Linked DNA regions of Mus musculus: region 2 is linked to region 1. The links are chromatin contacts, called in public HiChIP or PLAC-seq maps. All regions are on one chromosome and are shown on one strand. Each heading gives the region's core, a stretch centred on a gene start, on an enhancer-like site or on the middle of the called end of the contact. The rest is flanking DNA. Distances are from core to core; before and after follow the strand shown. Region 1 holds the start of Lrig3 (leucine-rich repeats and immunoglobulin-like domains 3). Region 2 overlaps Gm29944 (a long non-coding RNA gene).

Region 1 (6,752 bases), core at 1,784-4,283:
ACCAGGTGTTTTGTTACAGGAGCATTAAGGGAGCTAAGTGCCTCCTTCCCATTTTTACAATGGTCTTTTTTTTTTTTTTTCTTCTAATCTAATTTGATGATGTTGCTTCAGTGGTTACCCTTAAAGGATATGTCCCATGCTCCCAGGTCCTAAGCATAAAAAATAAGTGTATTTCTTTTTGTTACACTCATATTTATCTGGTTAACTCAATGCCCAATTTAATTGTGGATTTATAAACATAAACCAGCCTGGACTTACAAAAGATCAGGTATTGTCAGGGGCCCACACATGAAGAAGAGTATAACAGGGAGGACCTGGTGGCCTCCAGAGGAGGCCTAGGCCATAGTCAGCAGATTTTACAGAGAGGACAGAGAGTGACAGGACCTTATCCAAGGATATGATAGAGGGGAGCCTGATTTAAAAAAAAAAAAAAAAGCTTTGATTGTATTCACAACTAGCTGATTAAGAAACTCAAGCCAGTCGGGGTGGGGTGGGGGGGTTCAGGGGATCCAAGCAGATCTTAGGGAAGTGTGTTTGGTAAGGATTCCTGATATACAAATGGACCAGGCTAAGGAGAGGCCGAGTGATCAGGACAGCCATTGAAGGAGCAGAAAGTGAAAGAGAAAAACATGCAGTATATGGGGGAGTTTGCAGTTTATGGGGTGGGGGTGAGGCTCTAGTGAACTAAAAAGGTTATTGCAAACTTTACTTCTAAGACAATGGAACCCATGAGAGTCATCAGGCAGTGGGATCCTAGGCCCTGGTTTGAGCTTTCTGAAGCTCTCTTTGCATTGTGAGGCGAGAACTGAGAACTGGAGTACCAGACAGAAGAAGGAGGTGGTGTTCTGATTCCTGGGGCCAGAGCTTGCAGAGGAGATGGAGACAGGTACTTTCTAGGTTGGCTTCAACAGAAGCTGCTGGTTGGTTATGGAGACAGTGCCAAGGATGCAGCTTGGCCTTCTAGGGTCTAGGGTTTTTACCTGGATGGGGTGAAGCATCCTTTTTTGAGTCAGAAAACACAGGGAGAAAAGGAGGGAGGTTCAGGGATGTTGAAACATGATTCTGGATGCATTGCATTTGAATGTGCGAGTGCGTGTGCGTGTGCGTGTGCGTGTGCGTGTGTGTGTGTGTGTGTGTGTGTGTGTGTGTGTGTGTGTGATTTAGGAGAAAGTTCTAAACTGGAAATCAGGTTATCAGGAGGAGATGTGACTATAAGCATAGAAGTGTAAATTTAATTCATGAGGAAAGTGAAAGTGAGTGTACCCAGGAAAAGTGAGCCCAGCGTCACCGAACGATGACGGACTTCAATTGTCTCTGGCATCTCAGGAGCAAGTCAAGACACCCACGCCATGTAACGGCACGGGCATGTGTATACTGACACTGCTCTTGTTTTTAAAAACTTCAGAGTAGCAAACCAGGTTTTCCTTAGGCAGATTAGTCAAGCAAGATGCAAGAGGAACCTGAAAAATCCATTGCCCAATTGTTGTGGATCTTAATGGAAGCCCTGTAATTATAGCTATTTCTTGTCTATCGTTCTAAAATGTGGCAAAGCTACAGGCAGGCAGAAGAAAGGGGAGGGGATATCTCACCTAAACTAGGGTGTGCCAACTTCAGAGTCTTTTATTTCCCCATGAATGGCCGTGCTTACACAGGTGAACGCTACAGTGCAAGTCAATGGTCATGGGGTTAAAGTCTCAATTCCATCAGCTATCTCATCCTGCATCAACTAGCTGATTAAGTAACCCAAGTCACAGACATGCTTGGGCAGATACCATGCAGCCAACAACCTACAGAAACAGAGCCTTAAAATTAGTTTATGTCACCCTACAAAATGTTAGGTATCTCTTTGGGACCTATTTTCCCTGAGGTGTTAGCAGATCAACTCTGAGGTCTCCATTATTTTCAACACCTTGCTACCCAGGTTACAGGCTGAGTACATCCAGACAGACTTCAGGGGTGCCTGGTATTTTGGTTCTACCTCCTCCCTCAATATACCCCACAGACAGATAAGCTTATTTAAGTCTGGTAGACTTTTCAGTCAAGAATGTCATCATTCAAAAGGCAGGTAGACTAAGGTAAGTGTGTGTGTGTGTGTGTGTGTGTGTGTGTGTAAGCATGTGTGTGCATGTGCACGTGTGTTTGTGCGTGCGTTCGTGTGTGCATGCGCACGTGTGCTTTTTCTTTCAAGGTCTTAGCATATATTAGTGTGGTTGCTTTTATTCTTCTTAGCTACTATTGTTTGGAATCTGATTGCCAACTTGGATTTATTAATTTATTATTTAGTTTATTAATTTATTTAGTTATTTATTAATTTATTATCATTCCCTCCAGCTCCATCTATTATAAACCAAGCTCCCATATCCCAAACCATGTCCTTTGTCCATCCATCTAGCCATCCATCCATGTGCACATACGTTTGAGACAGGGTCTCACTGTGTTGTCCTGGCCGGCCCGAAACTCATAGGTCTGCCTGCCTCTTCCATACAGTGCTGGGTTGCCAGGCTATACATATACATCATATACAAATACGCATACATATACATTATATATGTCCAATTTATGGGCATAAAAGACCTCACTGGCACCGATATTAATTTTTTTTATGAAAGCCACTGTTTCATTCGCCAACAATATAATAATCGACACAGTTCTCTCGCTAGGAATTGAAAGGCCTTGGAACACTGCAACTACTTTAACTGTACTCTCTAAAGTTTCCCTTAAGTAACTGCAGCTCAGAGCACCAGCCGGCTCAGTCCTTCGCTGGCTCGCTCCTTCGCTGGCTCGCTCTTGCCCTCCCATTCCATCTGATCTATGGTTCTCAGGACATAGCGGAGACTGCTGGCTGCAGACGCTGGAAAATGTAACTCGGAATTTCCTACAATCTCAGCTCCACTTTCTCCCGGGCGCCGGCTCGGGGCTGGAGCCTTGTTATTGTCACGTGGCCGCGGGTGCCAGGCGGGCCAATGGGCGCGCGCCCGCCTTCTCGCCCCGCCTCGCCGTTCCGCCGCGCCGGGACATCGCGCCCCGCCGCCCGCCGCAGGCGGAAAAGTTTCTCGGCGTGCCATCCCGTTCTCGGACGCCGCTCGGGCTGCCTTCACCGTGGCTGCCGGTCCTCCGCTGCTGGCTCTCCCGCTGTGCAGGGGCATGCGAGGCCTTCAGTGCGGGGACTGAGCCACCAGGAGCACGAGGCGGCGATCGGCGTGTCCAGCCCGGTCTGGGAGTCGGTGCTTTTGGGGGTGCGCGAGGTTGTAGAGCTCCGGGCCGAACCGGAGGCGGCGGGGCGCGCGGCGATGGGTGCTCCCGGACTCCGAGCGGCCACCGCGGCGCTGGGACTGCTGCTGTGCGCGGGGCTGGGGCGCGCGGGCCCGGCGGGAAGCGGAGGCCACGGGGCTCCCGGGCAGCTCTTGGACGACGATGCGCAGCGCCCGTGTCCAGCCGCCTGCCACTGCCTCGGGGACCTGCTGGACTGCAGCCGGCGGCGGCTGGTTCGCCTTCCCGATCCTCTCCCGGCCTGGGTCACACGGCTGTGAGTATCAGTATCATTCCGGTGGGGTGAAGGAGACCGGCCCGCCAGGGGTGCGAGACCAGAAGAGTCCGCCTAGGCCCGGGGCTCAGAGCGCACTATACAGCGCCCAGGCCGCTACCGGAGCCCTGTGGGGGGACTCAGTCTCCCTCTGCATCCGCGCAGGTGGGTTCTTGAGTCGCCACTCCTAGGCCAGCAGACCCGACGCCTGCGATTGGGAGCCAGTCTGCGAGACACTGTATTTTGCAAGTTTTCTTCTGAGTTTATGTAGGAAACTGGCCCAACTGTAGCTTCTCAGGGGTTAGTTAGGGTCCCTAGACGGTCACTGCAGGCGCGCCTTTCTCTTATAACCCCCCTTGCTCAAGCAAAGCCGCACAGACTTTTTCTCTCCGCAGTGCTTAATTTCACATTAGCAGACCATCAGCCTCGCTCCCGGGCCACTTTGAAATGCGTCTGCGTCTTGGTTACTGTGAGAAGTTGGGTGCGAAGACTGATCGGGTAGATTAAGCAAAGGAAGTAGGTTTTCACAACCGAGATCTGGGCAAGTTTAGAGCCTGCGCTGAGTGCTGTTTGGCGGATTTTAGCTGGGAAGCCAGAAACCCCGAAGTCACTGCCAACTGTGTGGATAGAACACGGAAGAAAATATAATTTACTTGGAAATGCGAGTCCTTACAAATGTCAGCTCTCTTTATTCTCTCCCAACCCCTAATTTTGTTAAAATTGGAGGGGGCGTTTAAGCCATAAGCAAAAAAGCAAAAGTTGCACTTAAAAAAAAAAGAAGTTGTCCCGTTTAAAAGAAATCAAATCACTTCATACTTAAAGATTCTGAAATTTAGGCCTAGCAGACATTCTCAGCTCTTAAACACTCGTAGGTCCTGACAATATTGGCCAGGCGGCTTAAGAAATCGTGGTTTTGATCCAGTGTCCCAACCTACATTGTTTCATCAGTTATAAGCTGTTGACCATCAAACAACACGCTCTCTTAAAAGGGAGTTTAATAAGGAAATAGAATTAACGAGAATTGGATTGATATTTAATGGCTGATTATGGAATGTCTGATGTAGCAGCTTTTATTACTCGTGAAAGGGGAGATAAAGACCTGAGCCTGAAGCAGGAAGACTTTCAATTAGTTGTGGCTAATTCCATTCAATTGCCTCTTGCCGGGTGGGGGGTCACACTGCTGCCTTCCTGAAAGCCGACTGGCTCTCTACTGACAACATATGGAATGGAGCATGGGGGGAGGGCACCTATGGATGCTAGAAGGGCGGAGGTGGGGGGGGGGGGAACTAAGACCTTCCCTGTCTCCCTGGAGTGCCTTTAGAAATGCTTACGAAGTCTAACTTTACCCAGTAGTTTCTCAATGACAGGTGGCCCACTAGATGTAGATGGATTTCAGAAAACTGTGTGGACCTTGATTGGAAATTGAGTTGAATCAAAAGGGAGCGCGTGGGGGGTGGGGGGAGTGGATTTGATACCTATTTAAACGTTCTTAAAGGGAGCTGACCTAATTAGGATTTTGTTTTGCAGATAATTTGGTGGCACACTAAAAACAAATTACAGTTTATTTGGTTAGCACAGTCTTTAATTACATTTCCGCCAGTAGTAAATTGTCTCAATACACGTCTGCATTCCTTAAACGTATGTGAAAATACAATCCACTTGTATAAATAAGCGCTGGGTCTCTTGTCAGAAGCCCTGCTGTGATCGCTCATCACACAGCCTGTCCATCCTTGTACTTCTGTGACTTCTGACCGTCTTAGGACGGTCCCCAAGCCATGTGGTCTCAGGTTCTTTATTGTCAATGCTTCCTTTGTTTACTCTCGAAGGTCTGTTCCCCTCCTCAGAGAAGAGCAAAAGGCAACATGCAGTCCTTCTCCTCTGTTATTTTGTGTATTGCCATAGGAGGTGTGAGCTGCTCCTAGTTAAACCTTACATAATTACAAAAGCTCTTAAGTAGATGGCTTCCAAGACCGAGGAGTGCATAGAAACTGTGTATTGTTCACCACAGCCCTCCTTCCTCGGGCTTTTAAAATAGCAAACATTTGTCCTTAGAATAGTTTATGAGAAAGTTCAGGAAAAAAAAAAATATGCTGTGTGTCTTTTGTTTCCTTTGTTGAATCTACAAGTTAGGAATGTCTGTGCTTCTCGTGTGTGTGTGTGTGTGTGTGTGTGTGTGTGTGTGTGTGTGTGTGTGTGCGCGCGCACATGTTCCCCACTTTATCCAGTTGTCCTTTATTGCCATAGGAGAGCCTGGTGTGGAAAGCTGAGTAGTTGGAGCTAAACAATAATAACACTGTACTGGCTTCTGCTTTCAGAAAGAACCTGCAGTTCTTTAATGAAAGTCGCTGTTTAAAAAGTTACTGCTGGAGCCTCAGTCAAAGAGCTTTGTGCCTCTGCAGAGCTCTGAAGCCAGAGAGGGGGGCTTGTTAAAATAACGTTATTTAGCCAAAGGGGGGCGAATTGTTTGATTGCCAACCTCAAGTGTTATTAAATTCTAGCTGGAATTTCAGATGATTTATCTTATCACGCAGAAATGTTGGCGCTCTTAACAGGGCTGAGGAGAAAGTCCGAAAGGTAGTCTGTACACGACTGGCTTCTTTGGTGTTATGAAAGCTCTGGTACAGGGTACTTACGATTGGGGGTGGGGAGGGAGAAGTAGTCCTATGTTTTCCACAGCTGTTTCTCTATATTTTCCAGACCAAAACTCGAGCATAGCGGGCTGATTTACGAGTTGCTTTGGATCAGTGTTTTAAAACAGCTACAGCCTGCCTTTTTGTTTTTCGGCTTTCCATATTTCTGCTGAGTTAGCAGCATGGCAGGCCCCTGTGGGATTGATTAAGAAGCTACGCTGTATTTGTGTTTTCAAATTTGAATTGGAAGTCAGATTTCCAAATGCTTAGAAAGAAGAAAATGATAGCTAGAACCAAATGTTGTAAAATTAATAATTTTCACATACACTTGACAAAATGGAGAGTGACTCTACAGTATACAGGGGACTTTGCTTTCTCTAGGCCTATGCCCTGTGGCTTTCTGGGTAAGTTAGCACCTCCCCAACTTTCTATCTATTGACTTCATCACAGCAAATCTTTTTAAAAGTTTCCTGTGGAAGATGTTCTTTCACAGAACTTCACATAATGATGACTCTGCCCTCCCTATTGACTGGTTTCTTTCCTGGGTTCAAGGAGACCCTGGAAACATTGTATCTCACAGCTCCCTTTAGTCTTCCAGC
Region 2 (6,752 bases), core at 1,065-3,564, 49 kb before region 1:
GAGTACCGTTTAGTCATGTGGCCAAGAATCTTGCTTCCAGCTCCAATGGCGTTCAGAATGTCATATGCTTATCTTATTTGTAAAGGCAAATCTTTGTCACTCCCTCTAAGAGCAAATCAGGTACACAAACAGCCAAAACAATCTACCAAAAAATGTGGTTATTTACTTATTTACTAATCATGCTGCCCCCAAACTTCACTGCATCAAGAATTTGGAACAGGGAAGCTGCTCAGAGATGGTAGCTATTTTGTTTGTTTGTTTGTTTTCACTATGGCTTTTGGCATGCTCTCCAGACGGTATTAATATATGGTTTCAAGGCTATTGCTCTATTGAATTCTTGACTAAGGAAAGGGCCAGCTATGCCATGAGGATTGTGAACATGTTCAAACTCTATGGGAAGTCAACACACAAGTTCACCTCATCACAAAACAAAACCACACAAAACAAAACAAAACAGAACAGAACAAGAACAGAACAGAACAGAACAGAACAGAACACCAAAGCATGGATGTGTAAGCCAACATCTTCATTGGGAATCTAGAGCCAAGACTGATAAATAGTTCCTTTCTGATATTTCAAGTGCCTTTGAGATCAACAAATAAACAACCCTATCATAGGCAACATCAAAGGTTATACCTGTTTTAATTTTGTTGTATCTGGTGCCTCAAATACAGAAGTCGACGTCATGAGTAGATGATACATCTACAAACCACTACACCACTGTGTCTAACACCTTCAATAACTCTAAAGATGAGGATCAGCTTTTAGAAGTATAGCACCCATTGTCCCAGGCTTACCAACCTCATCCGCTGTGGGCATGCTCTGTCCCAAACCCTATCTGAGCTCTCACTACCAAGTCTACCTCCTCCTTCCTTCTGACCTTCAATGCTGTCTCCTTGGAGACCTCTCAACAGAGATATCCTGAGCCATGCATGCCCCCATATCTATTCCTTCTTTGTCTAGAGGACATGACCCTAGATACTGGACATCCCTGTCATAGATATCCAATACCCAATTCAACCAGGGGCATGTCCCATTCAGGATGTCTCAGACACAACTGGCCCACCCTTGTCTTCATGGCTTAGATAACCTCGTGCTAAGGCTCTAGATTTGAGGAGGCACTCACAACCATATCCGGCTTCTGAAATGCCTCATCCAGTGGAACCTTCTTTATGTGCCAATCTGAGATTTTTAGCTTCTTAGAGCTATGTGTCAATTCCTCTCAGCTCCTTCTTCCCAATTGGATAATTTTTTTTCCAGAGTAGATTTTTTTTTGCTTATTTCTTTTTTTAATGGTGTATATTGTTTATTTTTATATATTATATATTTCTTTGTTCCTTTAAATATATAATCTTTATATTTACAACTATATATCAAAATAGATTATACATAAATATATTATATATAAATCATACAATATTGTATATAAATATAATATATCAATATAGTTAAGATATATATATGTACATATATATGTATATATATTCATATATGTTTGTGTATGTATATATATATATATATATCTTGACTTCTTTTAAGAAAGGAAAAATAATGTAATTAAGATAAAATATAAAAAAAATCACTGCCACTTTGCTGTCAGATCTTCAACAATGAAAAACATTACAGCTAGCAAGATTTACTCCAGGGCTCACTTGATTCATTTAAACACTTTCTTTCTGAATATTTCTTTCTGAATATTATTATTTGATAGAAGGGACACAGCAGAAGAAAAGTTATTTCTCCCCAACTGATCACAAGACAACAAAAACAGATATTTTCAAAAGTGTTATAACACAGACAAGTCCAGCGTAAATGTTCCTTTTCATCTCTGTCATCTTGTCTTGGGTGCTCACCGTGTATAGAGAAGGAAGGTGTGATCTTCATGGAAATCCCCCCCCCACTCTCTCCACCCATCCCCCACTCTCCCCACCTCCACCCCGGGTTAAATACACTCCCAGATGAACAAGCTGCAAGCTGTGTCAGGATAATTTAAAGAAGTTATCTAGACTGAACACTCTCCCTTGGCTCCAGCTGCGCACCTGTGTGATGTTGCTCACGATATTCAGCAGTTCGTTCACCTGAGCCACGAGATTTAGTTTCTGAAACCTTCCTTTGTCCAAGAGTTTATATGTCAAGAAAGGATCTGGGGCAGGGAGAGTCTGGAAGTCACTGGTTAGTCGGTCACCAAAGCGGAGGACACATTTAGAAATTTCTTGGAGTGGAAACTGGAACCTGTCTTATCCTGACAGTACTGGGTGCGTATCCATTTCCGGCAGAAGGAAAAGCTGCCTTCACCAGGTACTTTCCTGCTAAGACCAGACTGCTATGAAAATTTCTAGTGCTTGCTTTAGAGAACACATCAGTAATTGTAAGTGAGCTTTGTGCTACAGTCCCTGTCTATAATTCCAGCACTCTGGAGAATCGGGCAGAGATTTGAGGCTGTGTTCTAAGATCTTCTCTTTAAAAAAAAAAAAAGACAAAAGAAAAGAAAGGGGAGAGGAGGGGAAGGGGAAGGGGGATGGGGGGAGGGGAGGGGAGGGGAGGGGGGAGGAGAGGGGGAGGGGGGAGGGGAGGGGAGGGGGGAGGAGAGGGGGAGGGGGGAGGGGAGGGGAGGGGGGAGGAGAGGGGGAGGGGGGAGGGGAGGGGAGGGGAGGGGGGAGGAGAGGGGGAGGGGGGAGGGGAAAGAAAAGACAAACCCAGCTTCTTTTTCTGTTTCAGTACTAGCGATGCATCTGAGACTACCAAGTTTAGAAGGAAACAAAATGCTCAGGGCGGGATGGGGGATGAGGAGGGTAGGGGCGGGGGTTGGAATGCACACTGTGCACGGGGTGTGAACCTTGACATAAAGCCAAAGCTTTGAGGGACGCTTCTGGAATGCTGCTGAGGTCTCCAGAAATCACAGGGGCAACTCCAGGTGTGACCAGGCTACTCCTCTGGCTGGGTGTTTTAGGCGTTGGGTGACTAAGGCATCTGTCCCGGGATGATCTCATGGCCACCTACCTAATTTGTTTCTCTCAGTGTTAAAATTGTGCAGGAAGCAATAGCAGGAGAGCCTCAGCGTCCCACCGTAATTAAGTCATTACAGGTCCCCATGCCAGGCATTTCCTGAGAGTTTGCAGCAGCGCACAGAGGCAGGGCAGGAGACAGCAACAGTGAATTGGAAGAGCATTCCGTTGACGGTTTTTTATCTGGATGTATTGAAACAATGGCAAAGTGCCTAGGTGGAGTAAAAGGAAAAAAATAATGAGGAAAGCTCACCGAGTTAGGTAGCAAATATAATCCCACAAATTATATCTTTAATTGATTTTCAACTCTGTTAAGGAATTTGTCTTCAGATCCTATCCTCGCTACATTAAAAGATTATACAGCAGGACATTTATTCTCTTAAATGAGAATTTTTAATGGTTGTATAAAATATTTTCTTTGCTTTATGTTTTAAATAAACCGACTTTCACTCGATACAATTCAAACCAAAATGTTTAAAGTTTCCACAGAAAATTTCACTCTTGTGTGTTCACTTCATACATTGTGTTAAACCAAAAAGAAAGTAAGAAACAGACGAACAAGTAAAGACAAGACACTCCAAATGGACTTCGGCATTTCTCTGCGGGTTTTTTTTTTTTCTATCTCACATATGACAGATGTAAGAATTCATAATATAGGAATACAGCTGAATTTCTCTTGCTTATAGGTTTCATCCGGATGTCATAATTATTACTACTTAAATAAGGTTTATGTCCATGAAGAAATATATGGGAGGAAAGTATTATATAAATAGTAACTCATATAGACACACAACAAAATAAAATATTCTCTCTCTCCTACCATGATTTACAGAAACCAAGTTTTATCAATGCCTGTTATTTTCTTGTTTAAAATCATCTAGAAATACTGACTTTGTATAAATATAAGAAGTTCCTTAGGTGCGCCGACTTAGCGTCAAGCTATCAGCCATTTTATTTCAAGTTAGAAACTAGGACGATAAAGTCGCTAAATGCAGCTATGAGGAAAGGACAGCAGTGTATACCTAAGTAGACAGAATATACCTCAGACCCGAGGATCACTGTCAAGAAGCCTTGTCAGAAGACGCACCAGTCTGTGCAGACTGCAGTCGCTCTGTTTCTCTCTCCTCTGCTCTAACACACTTTAAATGATCTCCCTGGAGTAGAAGACCAGTGACAAGGGTCAACAAACCTCCTTGTTCCTAAGCAGATAATGAGTAACATCTCAGCAGAAAAAGGAGTGACTCCTGTCCTGTCACCTGCACCCGGTTGTCCTCAGACACTGACTCTTGGGATCTTCACAGACTTGCCTTTTAATTTCAGTACATTCCTCTGATGGATTCTGACCAAAGCTGTTTTCAAACCTTCTCTCCCAGGGAGCCTGTCTGTCCCAGCTGCCCCAGGATCACTAGGGCACCTGTCTCAGCTGCCCCAGGATCACTAGGGAGCCTGTGTCAGCTGCCCCAGGATCACTAGGGAGCCTGTCTGTCCCAGCTGCCCCAGGATCACTAGGGAGTCTGTCTGTCTCAGCTGCCCCAGGATCACTAGGGCACCTGTCTGTCTCAGCTGTCCCAGGATCACTAGGACACCTGTCTGTCTCGGTTGCCCCAGGATCACTAGGGAGTCTGTCTCAGCTGCCCCAGGATCACTAGGGAGCCTGTCTCAACTACCCCAGGATCACTAGGATGCCTGTCTGTCCCAGCTGCCCCGGGATCACTAGGGAGCCTGTCTCAGCTGCCCCAGGATCACTAGGGAGTCTGTCTCAGCTGCCCCAGGATCACTAGGATGCCTGTCTGTCTCAACTGCCCCAGGATCACTAGGGAGCCTGTCTCAGCTGCCCCAGGATCACTAGGGCACCTGTCTCAACTGCCCCAGGATCACTAGGGTGCCTGTCTCAACTGCCCCAGGATCACTAGGGAGCCTGTCTCAACTGCCCCAGGATCACTAGGGAGCCTGTCCCAGCTGCCCCAGGATCACTAGGGAGCCTGTCTCAACTGCCCCAGGATCACTAGGATGCCTGTCTGTCTCAACTGCCCCAGGATCACTAGGGAGCCTGTCTCAGCTGCCCCAGGATCACTAGGGCACCTGTCTCAACTGCCCCAGGATCACTAGGGTGCCTGTCTCAACTACCCCAGGATCACTAGGATGCCTGTCTGTCTCAACTGCCCCAGGATCACTAGGGAGCCTGTCTCAGCTGCCCCAGGATCACTAGGGCACCTGTCTCAACTGCCCCAGGATCACTAGGGTGCCTGTCTCAACTGCCCCAGGATCACTAGGGAGCCTGTCTCAACTGCCCCAGGATCACTAGGGAGCCTGTCCCAGCTGCCCCAGGATCACTAGGGAGCCTGTCTCAACTGCCCCAGGATCACTAGGGCACCTGTCTCAGCTGCCCTAGGATCACTAGGGCGCCTGTCTCAGCTACCCCAGGATCACTAGGGCACCTGTCTCAGCTGCCCCAGGATCACTAGGGAGCCTGGCTCAACTGCCCCAGGATCACTAGGATGCCTGTCTGTCTCAGCTGTCCCAGGATCAGTAGGGCGCCTGTCTCAGCTGCCCCAGGATCACTAGGGCACCTGTCTCAGCTGCCCCAGGATCACTAGGGAGCCTGTCTCAACTGCCCCAGAATCACTAGGATGCTCTGTCTCAACTGCCCCAGGATCACTAGGACACCTGTCTGTCTCGGTTGCCCCAGGATCACTAGGGCGCCTGTCTGTCTCAGCTGCACCAGGATCACTCTTTTCTGTGACTATTTGTTTGAAAATCTATCACTTTTTAATACCATACAGTGACTAAGGGAATGAAATCCATGTGAATGATTACTTTCGTGGTGCCAGATGTAATTATTATAGTAGTTTCTAGGTAGATGTTGAATGAATCATATGACACACACACATAAACACACACATACATACATACATACATACATACATACATACATACACACACACACCACACACACATACACACTCAGGCCACACACAAATACACACATATGTACACACTACATACACAAACATGCACACACACATACACACACATACATACACATACACACATACATATGCATACACACCACACACATACATATACACATACATAAATACACACACCACATTCACACACACACACACACACATATATATATACACAGAGCACACACACATTCATACACACACATATATACACACACATACATACACACAAACTACACACACTACACACACCACACACACATACATAAATACACACCACACACACATGCATACAGACACATATACATTGTGCCCATTCGTAACACACTATGTGGTCTATCTCTAATAGTTTTCTCGCTATCTGCAAGATGAATTAATAAATCTAACCTGAGTAATATTTTAATTATACAAGTATTTTAAAAATTCATTAAGATATTTAATGTACTTGAGGAAAGGTACTAAGAAAATTTAAATCTCTAAGACATGACAATGCCCGTGTGTTTGCTGAATGACTAACCTTGGAGCAGGAGCATTCTCTCAGCTACTACAGAACACCCCTCAGCTCTATAAATACGGATAATTAATACTCCCTGTGATTAACACATGAGAATGACGTAATAATAAATGTAATGATAAGGCTGAGGACACTCATTCTTTTCAAGAAGTGACCCAAATAATTAATTACAGATTGATATCTACCGAAAACACAAAGAAAGGCTCTGTGCTATAGAACTGGTTCAACCCAGTTCGGACTGTAACAATTATTTGGTAAAGATGA

The links. HiChIP or PLAC-seq counts read pairs in DNA pulled down with a chosen protein or histone mark.
Region 2: an H3K4me3 HiChIP or PLAC-seq map of embryonic stem cells shows a contact between it and region 1, with 27 read pairs. The contact joins the enhancer-like site here to the promoter of Lrig3 in region 1. A contact is called at or near these places in 5 of 39 promoter capture datasets (the 3T3-L1 cell line, the HPC-7 cell line, liver and 1 more), 2 of 484 Hi-C or Micro-C datasets (both in embryonic stem cells), 5 of 115 datasets of contacts at active chromatin or transcription factors (embryonic stem cells, neural tube and stem cell-derived neural progenitor cells) and 2 of 9 other capture datasets (embryonic stem cells and pancreatic islet).

Annotation. Positions count from the first base shown.
Region 1 is chr10:125,963,186-125,969,937 of GRCm38.p6, forward strand. It overlaps Lrig3 (leucine-rich repeats and immunoglobulin-like domains 3), which reads left to right and starts at 3,034. Exons shown (of 19, transcript NM_177152.5): 1 at 3,034-3,526. The coding sequence starts at 3,291.
Region 2 is chr10:125,914,702-125,921,453 of GRCm38.p6, forward strand. It overlaps Gm29944 (a long non-coding RNA gene), which reads right to left. Exons shown (of 4, transcript XR_380919.1): 2 at 3,001-3,217. Among named protein-coding and RNA genes, the nearest start is that of Gm29944, 21 kb to the right of the region's middle. Within about 2 kb of position 2,315, at least 29 of the 459 cell types and tissues checked have an H3K27ac peak or open chromatin away from gene starts, as enhancers often do. A contact at or near this core is called in embryonic stem cells, where this site is marked.